Regions from separate parts of the Gossypium hirsutum genome. Here region 1 is linked to region 2. The links are chromatin contacts, called in public Hi-C maps. All regions are on one chromosome and are shown on one strand. The core of a region is the stretch at or near the end of the contact, and the rest is flanking DNA. Distances in the headings are between cores, read along the strand shown.

What was found. Hi-C and Micro-C count contacts between places; a contact is called where the count stands out from the background.
Region 1: a Hi-C map of leaf shows a contact between it and region 2, with 2.1 times the contacts expected there. The contact joins the promoter of LOC121210909 here to the promoter of LOC107949484 in region 2. A contact is called at or near these places in 2 of 34 Hi-C or Micro-C datasets (hypocotyl and leaf).

Annotation. Positions count from the first base shown.
Region 1 is chrA02:58,129,615-58,135,633 of Gossypium_hirsutum_v2.1, reverse strand. It overlaps LOC121210909 (cyclin-A1-1), which reads left to right and starts at 2,071. Exons shown (of 10, transcript XM_041082850.1): 1 at 2,071-2,369; 2 at 2,827-3,220; 3 at 3,304-3,440; 4 at 3,553-3,645; 5 at 3,778-3,911; 6 at 4,017-4,169; 7 at 4,264-4,297; 8 at 4,387-4,536; 9 at 4,709-4,840; 10 at 4,974-5,289. The coding sequence starts at 2,178. The coding sequence ends at 5,036.
Region 2 is chrA02:57,863,658-57,869,393 of Gossypium_hirsutum_v2.1, reverse strand. It overlaps LOC107949484 (pentatricopeptide repeat-containing protein At1g77360, mitochondrial), which reads left to right and starts at 2,595. Exons shown (of 2, transcript XM_041086117.1): 1 at 2,595-2,921; 2 at 3,127-5,157. The coding sequence starts at 3,159. The coding sequence ends at 4,601.

The sequences.
Region 1 (6,019 bases), core at 822-3,321, 270 kb before region 2:
CATGATCATCTGCCTATTTATAACGAAAAAATATTTTTAAATTAAAAAACAATTTAAATTAACTTAATAAAAAATAACGAAAATTAAAATTTCAACTTACCATTACTGCTTTAGCGGCGAAAATGTGATTGTCGTCGAATTGAATTAGAGAGGTTGTCATTCATGAAAATATAATCCGAACGAATAAAACAAGAATAATTAAAAAAAACTAATTTTTTTTAAAAGAGAAAATCAAAAAATTTAGAATAGGAACTTGAGAAAATTGAGAGACTTGTTAGAGTTAGGAGATTAGGAACAATTGAGAGAATAGGATGTGAGTGAAAAAAAAATTTTGGAGGTCTTTATGGGTAAAAAAATTTTGACCGTTGCCCCTATTTTTAATTTTTTTACCGTTACACGGCCAACGTTGAAAATGTTGTTAGATTTGACCGTTGGGAAAAGCGCGGCCAGCTAGACGTGCTTTTTGTTTCTCTCTAAAAACGATTTATTTTCCTAAATTTAAAAAAAAGAGAGCTTATAAGCCTAATTAAAAAAAAACAGTGGCATATATGGTTAATTTCCCCTATATCCGTTATATGGTTCATGAAAATTATTTTTTTTGGAGATATGTAATTGCCCTTTCCAACAATATTGTTTCCAATATTATTTAAATTATAATAAATTAATATTAAAATTCAAACCTTGATAAATTTTTGCGTTGTTTTAATATTAAATATTTTTAAAATTAAATAACATTAATATGTTAGTTAAATATTTTTTTAAAAATGTTTTTAAAATTAAATAACATTAATATAATTAGTTAAATATTTTTAAAAAATATTTTATAATTATATAATTTTTTATTTATTAAAAGATTAAATTAAAATAAAAATATTTTAAAATTAATAAACACAACACCCTAAACTATTTATATATGTACTTATTTTCGTGTACAATAAGTTCAGATTTTTACGAGGTATGTGAGCACAAAACCGGTGGCGTGCCCTGGCATCTTAATGAACATCAACATCACTAGCATTTGATTCCACTCAAAAAGTGGATTTCCATTGCAAATCTTTCCATACGAGGGAGGACCCAAAATTAAAATAAAAATGATAAGCATTTTTAGTTGAAACTTTCCGTTTAAAAAAAAAATCGATGTTAAGATAAATCTCTAACTTTTACTTATTTTATCATTTTGGTTTTTATTTTTTATTTTTATCATTTTGACCCTTAACTTTAAAATTTAAGTCAAATTTTTTACTTTTTGACAGAAAAACTAACTGAATTGTTAACATTTTAACAATGCTTTACTACTAATATGAATAAATTTTCTAAAAGTTATTATAAACTCTTTGAAATTTATTGATTTTTAAAATATCTTTTTATTAACTTTTATTTTATTTTTTTATGAATTAAACGTGGTCACATCAATTTTGTTATAATTTTAACAGTTTAATTAATTTTTTTGTCAAAAATCAAGCAATTTGACTAAAATTTAAAAGTTGAGTGTCAAAACAACCCAAAAAAAAAGAATAAGGATCAAAATGATAAAATGAGTGAAGGTTATGGGTTAAATTGAATTTAAATTTTATTATTTTGAAACTAAATAAATGCGGGTGAGGCAAAAAGTTTAATTTTTGTTAAGGGTTAACAAATATTTGATGAATTGAACTAATTTAAAAAAATATTATAAAATTATATTTAAAAAACATTATAATCAATGTTGTTAGAAGGAAGAGTAAGATTATTCAGTCTAAAATAAAATAAAAGAATAAATTTGTAGTTACTTGATAATTGTCTACTTTTTATGTAAAAATAACTGCTAAAGTTCAATTATTCAAATTTGCAGTAGGCGACAGATCTTGTGACAGTTTGAAATTTGAATTCAAAAAAAATACCTGTAACCTAATACACCCAGCTCTGACTTATGCTTTCAATGGGGTTGAAAGACCAAAACCCCCCGAACCATGGTATTTTCACGTGTCGTTTTTTAAATTGAACAAGGACCAAAAATTAAAATGAAGTGGCCCCCACATTTTACGCTCCTAACGATTATCGAGTGGAAGCAACGGCCAGGATGTTTGGACATTTCAAATCACCCCATTTCCCCGCCTCAAAAGGATGTTCAAGAAAAATATAAAAATGGAAACCACGGCTTTCTTTGCTACTCTCTTTCCAACAAAGAAAGCTGCAATATGTCGACGCAAAATGGTAATCGGCGATCGTCGTTTTCCTCCTCTACGACGTCGTCTTTGGCCAAACGACATGCATCGTCCTCGGATAACGTCGGAAAAGTCATGGCTTCTATGCCTAAAAAGAGAGTCCCTCTTAGTAACATTTCTAACCAGAAGAACACCTCAAGAAGCTCCGTTTCGGCTTCTTCTTTGGTGGGTCTTATGCTCTTCTCTCTTTTCTTGTTTCTTGTTCATTGTTTCCGGATTTTTGTTTTAAGAGGCAATGTAGGAGTTACATTGTTCTTTGAATTTGATGGGGACTTCAAAGTTATATCAAGAACTTGATTTTACGTTAATTAAAAAGAACTATGAGCAGACCAATTTTGGGTTGCCTTTATTTCATTTTCTAAGTAATTTTTAGTCAGGTAAAGAATTTTGAGCAGCAAATTTGATATTTCTTGTAATTTGTAGTCATAATGTTTTTTTTTTCTTTTACAAATTTGCAACTCTTTTGATTTCTTATTACGCATTTTAGTTACATTGTAATCCAATTGAAAACAGTGCTTAGCATCTGTGTCTGTTCATATTTTAACGCCTTTAACGCTATGTCTCATATTGATAATATTCTTGGGGTGCTTCAGCTTTTGATTCTTGATTTTTGAATTTGAAGGTACCATGTTCAAACAAAGTCCCCAAGACCAGGAAGACAATGCCTGATAACAAAAATGTAGGTTTTTCAGGGCATGTTTTACCTTCAACACATGTACAACCCGGTTCAGTTCCGCCTCCCAAGGTTGTCACATCTTTTCCAAGAGGAAATGAAGTGGCCTTGCCCCCTCCTCCTGCTACTATCTCCACCATCCCTCCTCCACCATCTACCATGGAGGTTTCGCCTAGCAAATCAGATGGCTTATCAGTTTCCATGGACGAGACAATGTCTACCTGTGATTCTTTCAAAAGTCCTGAAGTTGAATATATGGACAATCATGATGTTACGGCTGTTGATTCGATTGAACGAAAGACGTTCAGAAATCTCTACATTTCGGACCATGTTGAAGCACCAGGTTCAGTATCCAGTGCAAAAAGAAAGCTAGTTTCTAAACAATTGCCTTGGTTAAACAATCATTTCTTACTGTTGTACTTGCAGGGAATATATGCAATAGAGATGCAGTTGCAGAGATGGAAATGGATGATAAGATAATTGATGTTGATGACAATTACATGGATCCACAGCTTTGCGCAACATTTGCTTGTGATATTTACAAGCACCTACGTGCATCTGAGGTTTGTCCTGATTGGATTGGAAAGCTCTGGCTGTGGTTCTGGTTCTCATTTGTGTGCCTGTATAGGTCTGTCATCTTGGATTTCTCCTAAACTTATTTCTGTTGGTTTTCAGGTGAAGAAAAGACCTTCCACTGACTTCACGGAGAGAATTCAGAAAGACATAAATTCCAACATGCGTGCAATTCTAATTGATTGGCTTGTAGAAGTAAATTTTCTGTCTGCTTATAAAGTTTATGTTTATTTAGAATCCAATACACGTGAGAAATAAAGAGTCCGAACAACATAGACTCTTTGCTATCACCTTATTTAAGTCTAGACTTTCAATTTTTACTTGCAGGTGTCTGAAGAGTACAGGCTTGTACCAGATACATTATATTTGACAGTGAACTACATAGATCGGTATCTTTCAGGGAATATGATGAACAGGCAACGCCTACAGTTGCTTGGTGTTGCCTGCATGATGATTGCAGCGTAAGAAAAACGACATTCCCTTATTTTGTTTCTTTACTTTTTTCATCTGCAAGATGTTTCCATGGATGGATACATTGTTAACATTACAGTGTTCAATTCCATCAGAAAATATGAGGAGATTTGCGCTTCTCAGGTGGAGGAGTTCTGCTACATCACTGATAATACATATTTCAAAGAGGAGGTTATAGAAATGGAATCTTCTGTTTTGAATTACTTGAAGTTTGAAATGACTGCCCCAACAGCTAAATGTTTCTTAAGGTAAAATTGCCAAAAGCTCATCATTATTGAATGTACAAGTTTCCCTTCCTTGTATTAACTAGTGCTCATTGATAATATGCCATTTCGTTTTCAGACGGTTTGTTCGAGCTGCTCAAGGGATCATTGAGGTAATTTGTCTTTGGGTTATCATTGCTTCATCATTTGGCTCCCGCTTTGTTATATTCAAAATAACATTCCTGTGGTGGTTTGTGATTAGGTTCCATTAATGCAATTAGAGTGCATGGCCAACTATATCACTGAACTCTCTCTCCTAGAGTACAGTATGCTTTGTCATGCTCCATCACTTATCGCTGCTTCTGCAATTTTCCTGGCCAAATTCATTCTTCTTCCTTCGAAGAAACCTTGGGTATGTCCATGCAACTTCTTCAAAGAGCACATATGACTATTTTTTTACCCGGACTGATACGAATATATATCATTTCCTAATATGTATTAGATACATGTATTTTGGAAAAAAGTAAAAGAGCCTGAATATATATGATATATTCAGTCTAATCTCCATCTATTATGGTGTACAGAATTCAACCTTGCAGCATTACACTCTTTACAAGCCATCTGATCTATGTGACTGTGTTAAGGATCTTCATAGATTATGCTGTAACAACAACTCTACTTTGCCAGCAATCAGGGAGAAATACAATCAACATAAGGTAAACAACTGATTGATTGAACAAATGACATTTAAAAAAAAAAACATAAAAAAAGAAGAGAGAAATTGTTTATTTTTTATAGCTGAAATGTGAATTTGATATCTGAAGCTTCGGTATTATGTTTTTGGATCAGTATAAGTGTGTGGCAAAGAAGAATTGGCCTCCTTCAATACCTTCAGAATTCTTCCAAAATTGAAAGCAAAGCAATTCGACAGCATCAGACGCTAATTTTCCAATACTTTGTTGGATTAACTGTTGCTAATATCTCTGTCTGTCATAATCTATATCACTGTTAGATGCACACTAAGTAGGATCTTCCAAGTGTATGATGACCTTCAAATTTTAGTCTAGTGTAATTGTTCATTTTAGTAATGGACGCCACGTGGCAAAATATAGCCATGTATAATTTTGCTATACGTAGTAATATATTTTTGTTTATTATTATTATATTTGAAATTGTGTTGATTCTACTTTTATTTCTTTTTCCTTCTCAAATCTTGTACGATTCTGTAAATCAGATTCAAGAATCCACGTGAGCATTGTTGATGTATGAGTGAAGTTGTATTGGGACTTTGGGTTGCCCAAATCTGGATCCTGTGGCTGCTTGTCATGATGTTCCCTATTTGTCAGGGACGTTCTTAACATATTTTCGTGTATTTTGGCTGAACACCCTTATCGTCATGTGACTTCTTTTCGGTTAACAGTTGAGCTTTGTGCATTAGAGAGTCTGAGCTGATGTGGGCCTTTTGTCTATTGGATTTAGAACTCCTTTAGACCTTGCCATGAGCTTTGTTATGGATGTTAGTCAATTACTGTGGGTGGGTGTGGCAAGTATTTGAAGTCGCATAATTCGGATTATGTGGGTAATAATGAGATCTCCTTTCAATTCGGTTTCATGAGATTTAAAATAATTCAAGGTTTGGAATTAAATGTCAAAAGAAGTAAGGTCAATCATGTCACATTGAATTTTGGAAATAAGCACAGTAAAATTTTGAAAAATGTGAGGTAACTTTTTAAGTAGGTAACCAATAAGAGTAAAAATAAAAATATATTAAATATTAAATATAAAATATAATTAATAACAGTCAAACCTTTCACGTTAGTTTTTCATTTTGGAATAATTATAGGCTTTCTTTTTGTTTTTGGTGATAAAAAACAAAAGAAATTAAATCAAACTAC
Region 2 (5,736 bases), core at 1,346-3,845:
AGAAAAAGAAAAAAAAGAAGGAATAATAATAATAAAATATATATTGAGTATGATTGACTTGCAAGTTCGATTAAGCCTAAATTTAGTGAAGTAGTTTAGTTTGACATAGGTTTTATAAAATGCTTATTGATTGAGTCTAGCAATTATTTATTTTTGATTCAACTAATTGTTTGCATTATACTTGGCTGAGAAAGGGGGTTTGATTTTGAAAAGGATTGTCGAATGATTTTTAGTAGACATCATGCTCGAGGACAAGCATGAGCTAAGTGGGGGGAGGGGGAGGAATTTGATAGCAAGACAAATTCATATTTTTAATACATCTATTTTTGGCTAATTATCGAATAAGATGCTACTAAATTTGGATTTTTTTATCAGGAATGAAGTTGATATGCTGAAATTCAAAATCATACAAAAAGGGACTAGATTGAAACAAAAAGCAAAAAGGAGGGGTAAATTGAAATAGTGAAGATTTGAAGTTGGTTGGATAAAGATTGAAGATTTGAAATTGGTTGGATAAAGATCAAATTATTTTTGATATTGTTAAAATTTTGTAATTAGTTTAAATTTGATCTTTATTTTAAATTTGGTTTTTAAATTTTGATTTATCTAGTGATAATGTTTAGGAAAAATCTAGCTAAATTTTAGCACTAGAAGTATGTATAAATACCTAGTGGCTATAACCAACTGAACACACTTAGCTTTTGACATTAATAAATTCTTTTCTTTCTTTCATTTACTGTGTCAGTGCATCATTCTGCAATTTTATTTTTCTTTCTTTTACTTTCAACATTTTGGCTTATTTACCTTCCAAGCCTTTTCCCCTTTTCACTTTCCATAGTTTCCATTCAAAGTCACTTCCATACTCCATCTAGCATGACTTATTTCATGATTAACTAAGTTCATTTTAGCCTTAGTCCGGTTATCACTCCGAAAAAATAATCGCGAGATATGAACCCAAACTAAATACTTTGCAATTCGGTATTCGCTATCTCTCCAGTATATGTGATAGTACAAATTCGTCCCTTAAATTTGATTCGATTTCAATTCAAAAAGTGCACGTTGGGTTGGAATCGTTTGAAATACAATTGGAAAGTTGGGTCGGCCGTGCTGTATTCAAAATCCCGCGAACAAATTGGCGTGTTCAGGTGGGAAAAGCCAATTGGATTCCGCCAAGGGAGATAGTGATCAGATTTAAACGACCCATACGGTTGAGGTTGTTAATTCGAGTTGGGCTTTTCAGATTGTAAGGTTGTCGAAGTCTTAAATTAGGGTACATGTTATGTGGTTAGAAATTCGATAAGGGTCAATTTACTGGTCGTATTAGAACCGACTACAAGAGAAAAAGTTGGTGGTTTGAGGCGTCCTTGACCGCTATAACCAACTTATCGATTGGAAAGAAAAACCTTCTTTCAAGGATCAGTTCAAGTTCAGGGTGTACCGAGGCTAAGACTAAGCTTAAAAATATTTTATTCACTCATTATTTTATTTGCTTAAATTTATTTATGAAATTTTGAATCTGTTCTTATTTTTATTTTATTTCATTACGTATTTGCTTATTTTATTATCTTTATCAATTAAAATCCCTTTTTTCATTTTTCAGCATTACTACGCACAGGTTGTGGGCATGACTGTGATCGTGATAGTGATTTTGGTCATGAGAAAAAAAAATTGGATAGCCAGTTCCTGTGGATTTGACCCTACTACTCTATACTGCTATTTAGTGTTATCTTGTTATAGGAATTTATTTTCGATGGTTTTAATGCTCATTAGTAAATTGTAATAGTAGTTACCCAATTATGAGTAATTTTTTTTTATCATCCAACTATGAAAAGTTATAAAATAGCCACGTGATTATTCGATTTTGTCTTTTTTAGTTACCAACTGGCTAACGATGACAACTTTTAAAATTGGCATAATAGTAACTTTAACTCTCAACATGTATAAATTATGTCAATTTAATCTTGATTCTAAAAAAATTAACTCTCAACCATTACACATTGTGTAATTTGGTCTTTTTTTTGTAGTTTTTTTTTGTTTTGTGATATTGATGGTTAATTTTAAAAGAATAAGAAAAGTTGAAAATTATTTTTTTGAATTTGTGGTATTTCTATTTTTTCTTTTTGTTTATTTTCAATCAAATTTAGTTGATAAATTTATTTTTTTTAGCATTTAGGTAAAATGATCATAAAGAAAAGTAAAACTGTAAAAAAGACTAAATTATATTGTGTATAAATGTTAAGGGTAAAAGTTACTATTATTTAATTTTACAAGTTGCCACAGTTAACATGTTGGTGACTAAAAGGACAAAATTAAATAATTAAATTATTATTTTATAATTTTTTATTATTGAATGACTTAATAAAAAATTTACTAATAATTGTGTGATTATTTTATAATTTTTTATATTTAGTTAAAAAAAATAATTCTCATGACTACTACTCTAGTTTACCCTTAAAAGTTTTAACTATTGAAGTTGGATATTGTGATGTTCGAATTGGGTTGATTAATAGGTCCACTTAAATCAAATTTTTACGAATTGAAAAACTAAATCCTACATCCCTCCCTCAACTTAAAGCCCACGCCCGTACAAAACCAAACCTGCTATTTTCTCAGGCCTTCAACGACATCATTTAAATGGACTAGCGCCTATAGCTGAATCTCTCGAGGTCCGCCTTTTGGGTTTTTCTTTCAGCATTCCCAATTGCCGACCAACTGTTTGATTTTATGTTCGTGTGATATCATTGTTTTCTCTTTTGATTCCTTCTCTTTTGTTTTGTTTCGGGATAAGGTGGATCGTTTCAAGAAGACTTTTAAGTGATTTTTTCTAGCTTAAATTACTAGGTTGTTCGGGATTATGATGGTCTTATTGACTCTGTTAATGCACTTGAGCCAGATAGATTCAGAGGGTATCTGATCAGCAGGTTGGTCGGCTTTTTAGCTTAAATTCGTGTTTTCTTTTTTTTGGGGGGGGGGTAGGGGCGTGTTACTTAGCAATAGCGTTATTTTCTATATACAATTGATAAAAGTGAAAGAAATTAAAAAAAAAAAAAAGAATCTCTGTATATCGAAAATGGCTTAAAATGCTATAATATTGGTTTTTTTGTTTGTTTTGTTTGTTGTACTTAGGGTGAATTCTGATTCGTATTTGAAGTTCAGAAATGAAAATGGTCAAAGTTTACAACTCTCGTGAAATGTTGGGATGTATTACGCTGGTGAGAAGATATTGTTCAAGTGAACCAACGAGAGATGTTTCAGTTACGAGCAAAAAAGTTTGTAAAATCATGATGTCATCCTCTCCAGTGGTGCTTGATACAGCTCTTGATCAAAGTGGGTTACGGGTTTCGCCGGAGGTAGCAGAGGATGTTCTTAAGCGGTTCGAGAATGCTGGTATGTTGGCTTATAGATTTTTTGAATGGGCAGAGAAGCAGCGGAATTATATGCACACTGTTAGGGCTTACCATACCATGATTGGATCTTTGGCTAAGATTAGGCAGTATCAAATCATGTGGAATCTTGTGAATGCGATGAAGAACAAGAGCATGTTGAATGTTGAAACGTTTTGTATTATCATGAGAAAGTATGCAAGGGTTCAAAAGGTGGATGAAGCTGTTTATGCTTTTAATGTCATGGAGAAGTACGGTGTGCCACCAAATTTAGCAGCATTTAATGCCTTACTGAGTACTTTATGTAAGACTAAGAATGTGAGGAAAGCGCAAGAGATTTTTGATAAAATGAAAGATCGTTTTGTGCCAGACTCAAAAACTTATAGTATTTTGATTGAAGGATGGGGTCGTGCTCCGAATTTGCCAAAGGCTAGGGAGATCTACAGAGAGATGGTTGATATGGGTTGTGACCCGGATATTGTGACTTATGGTATAATGGTAGATGTTCTATGCAAAGCTGGCAGAGTGGATGAAGCAATTGGAATTGTTAGGGAAATGGATTCTAATGGTTGCAGGCCGACTTCATTTATTTATAGCGTTTTGGTCCATACTTATGGGATAGAAAACAGAATTGAAGATGCCGTTGACGCATTCCTAGAGATGGAAAGAAATGGAATCAAGGCAGATGTGGTTGTGTATAATGCTCTGATTAGTGCTTTTTGTAAAGTAAACAAATTAAAGAATGTGTATAGGGTATTAAACGAGATGGATTCTAAGGGTGTGACACCAAATGCAAGAACTTGCAATATCATTCTCAACAGCTTGATAGGTCGTGGAGAAACTGATGAAGCTTTTAAGGTGTTCCGCAGGATGATCAAAGAATGTGAACCAGATGCAGACACGTATACAATAATGATAAAGATGTTTTGTGAGAGAGATGAGTTAGACATGGCATTTAAAGTATGGAAGTACATGAAATTGAAGCAGTTTATCCCTAGCATGCACACATTTTCAGTTCTCATAAATGGATTATGTGAGAAGGGCAATGCTGCTAAGGCTTGTATTTTACTAGAAGAGATGTTAGAAAAGGGCATTCAGCCCTCAGGTCCAACATTTGGGAGGTTAAAGCAATTGCTTATAAAAGAAGGGAGAGAAGACGTGCTCAAATTTCTTCAAGAGAAAATGAACCTCCTCATTAAGGAGCCTTTGTGTGATTGAAGAATTCTTCCTTTTTAGTTGTTGAGAATGCTGAATTGATGGAATTGGAATACCTGATTACCTCATGGAATTAAGGTAACTTTTCTGGTCTGACGCATGTAAAAAGAAAGAACACTTTTGCACTTCTCTTTTGTTTTCACTCTCTTCCAAAAGGTTTCAGTCTTGCCTCACTAGTGGACGTGAAAGTAACTGAATCAAACTCTCCATAGGTTTCGCTGTATACACTGCCAGCTACGGGAAAATGTTAACCCGATTTGTAACTTAAAAGAATGGTTCATTCATTATTGCTTTCTAAGAATGGTAATGCTCTGTTAGTGGTGCACATGTCATAAAATTCATTTTATGCATCATATGCTGATTCAGGAGTTTAGTCACAGCAATTCAAGTTTTCATAATTTGAGAACCGGCATGGTTTTTGTGCTTCAAAGCCAAACCTTGCTGATATTTCAAGCGGACACAGTTATTGTCATGACTTTTATTATTATTATTACTATTATTAATATATGTAACCGTTTACATTTATTTGAAGGTCTAAGAAATGAAATATCTATTGAAATGAAATATGAGATGTTTCCGAAAACTCTGATATTCAGAGAAAGACAGAATACAAGAAGGAGAATATGTAGCTGGAAGCAGGAGTAAGAAGCAGGTTTGACTCAATTTGTGTCTATACATTGGTAATCGATAAAAACAGAGGAAGTGGATTAGCATTGTTTTTTAGGCATGCATATGGATATCACGGGCTGTTAAGAGCACGTTTGGCGTCTCTTGATGCCATGGGTTCTTTCAAGAGGTAAATGAACTAATCAGCCCTCTCAGTGCAAGTACTTGCTAAGTTCTTGTGTTTTAGATGTGAAAGAAATCAGAAGTTAAGGCAAAGCAAAGAATCATATATGCTGCTTTCACTGTTAATACTGAGTCTGGGGAATTCTAGGTCAGATAGATTTGTGAAATCTATCACCTGATTATGTGATTTTTGCCCGTTTTGCAATGTCAATGGGAGAGGAAATGAAGTCACTCATGCAATAACTTGTTTTCTTCCATTGTTTCTTTGAGATTATGTGTAATGGTTTTTAGGTTTTGAAAATTTCCATATATTGGCTTTTACTGCTTTCATTTTCTTTTCATTATCTTT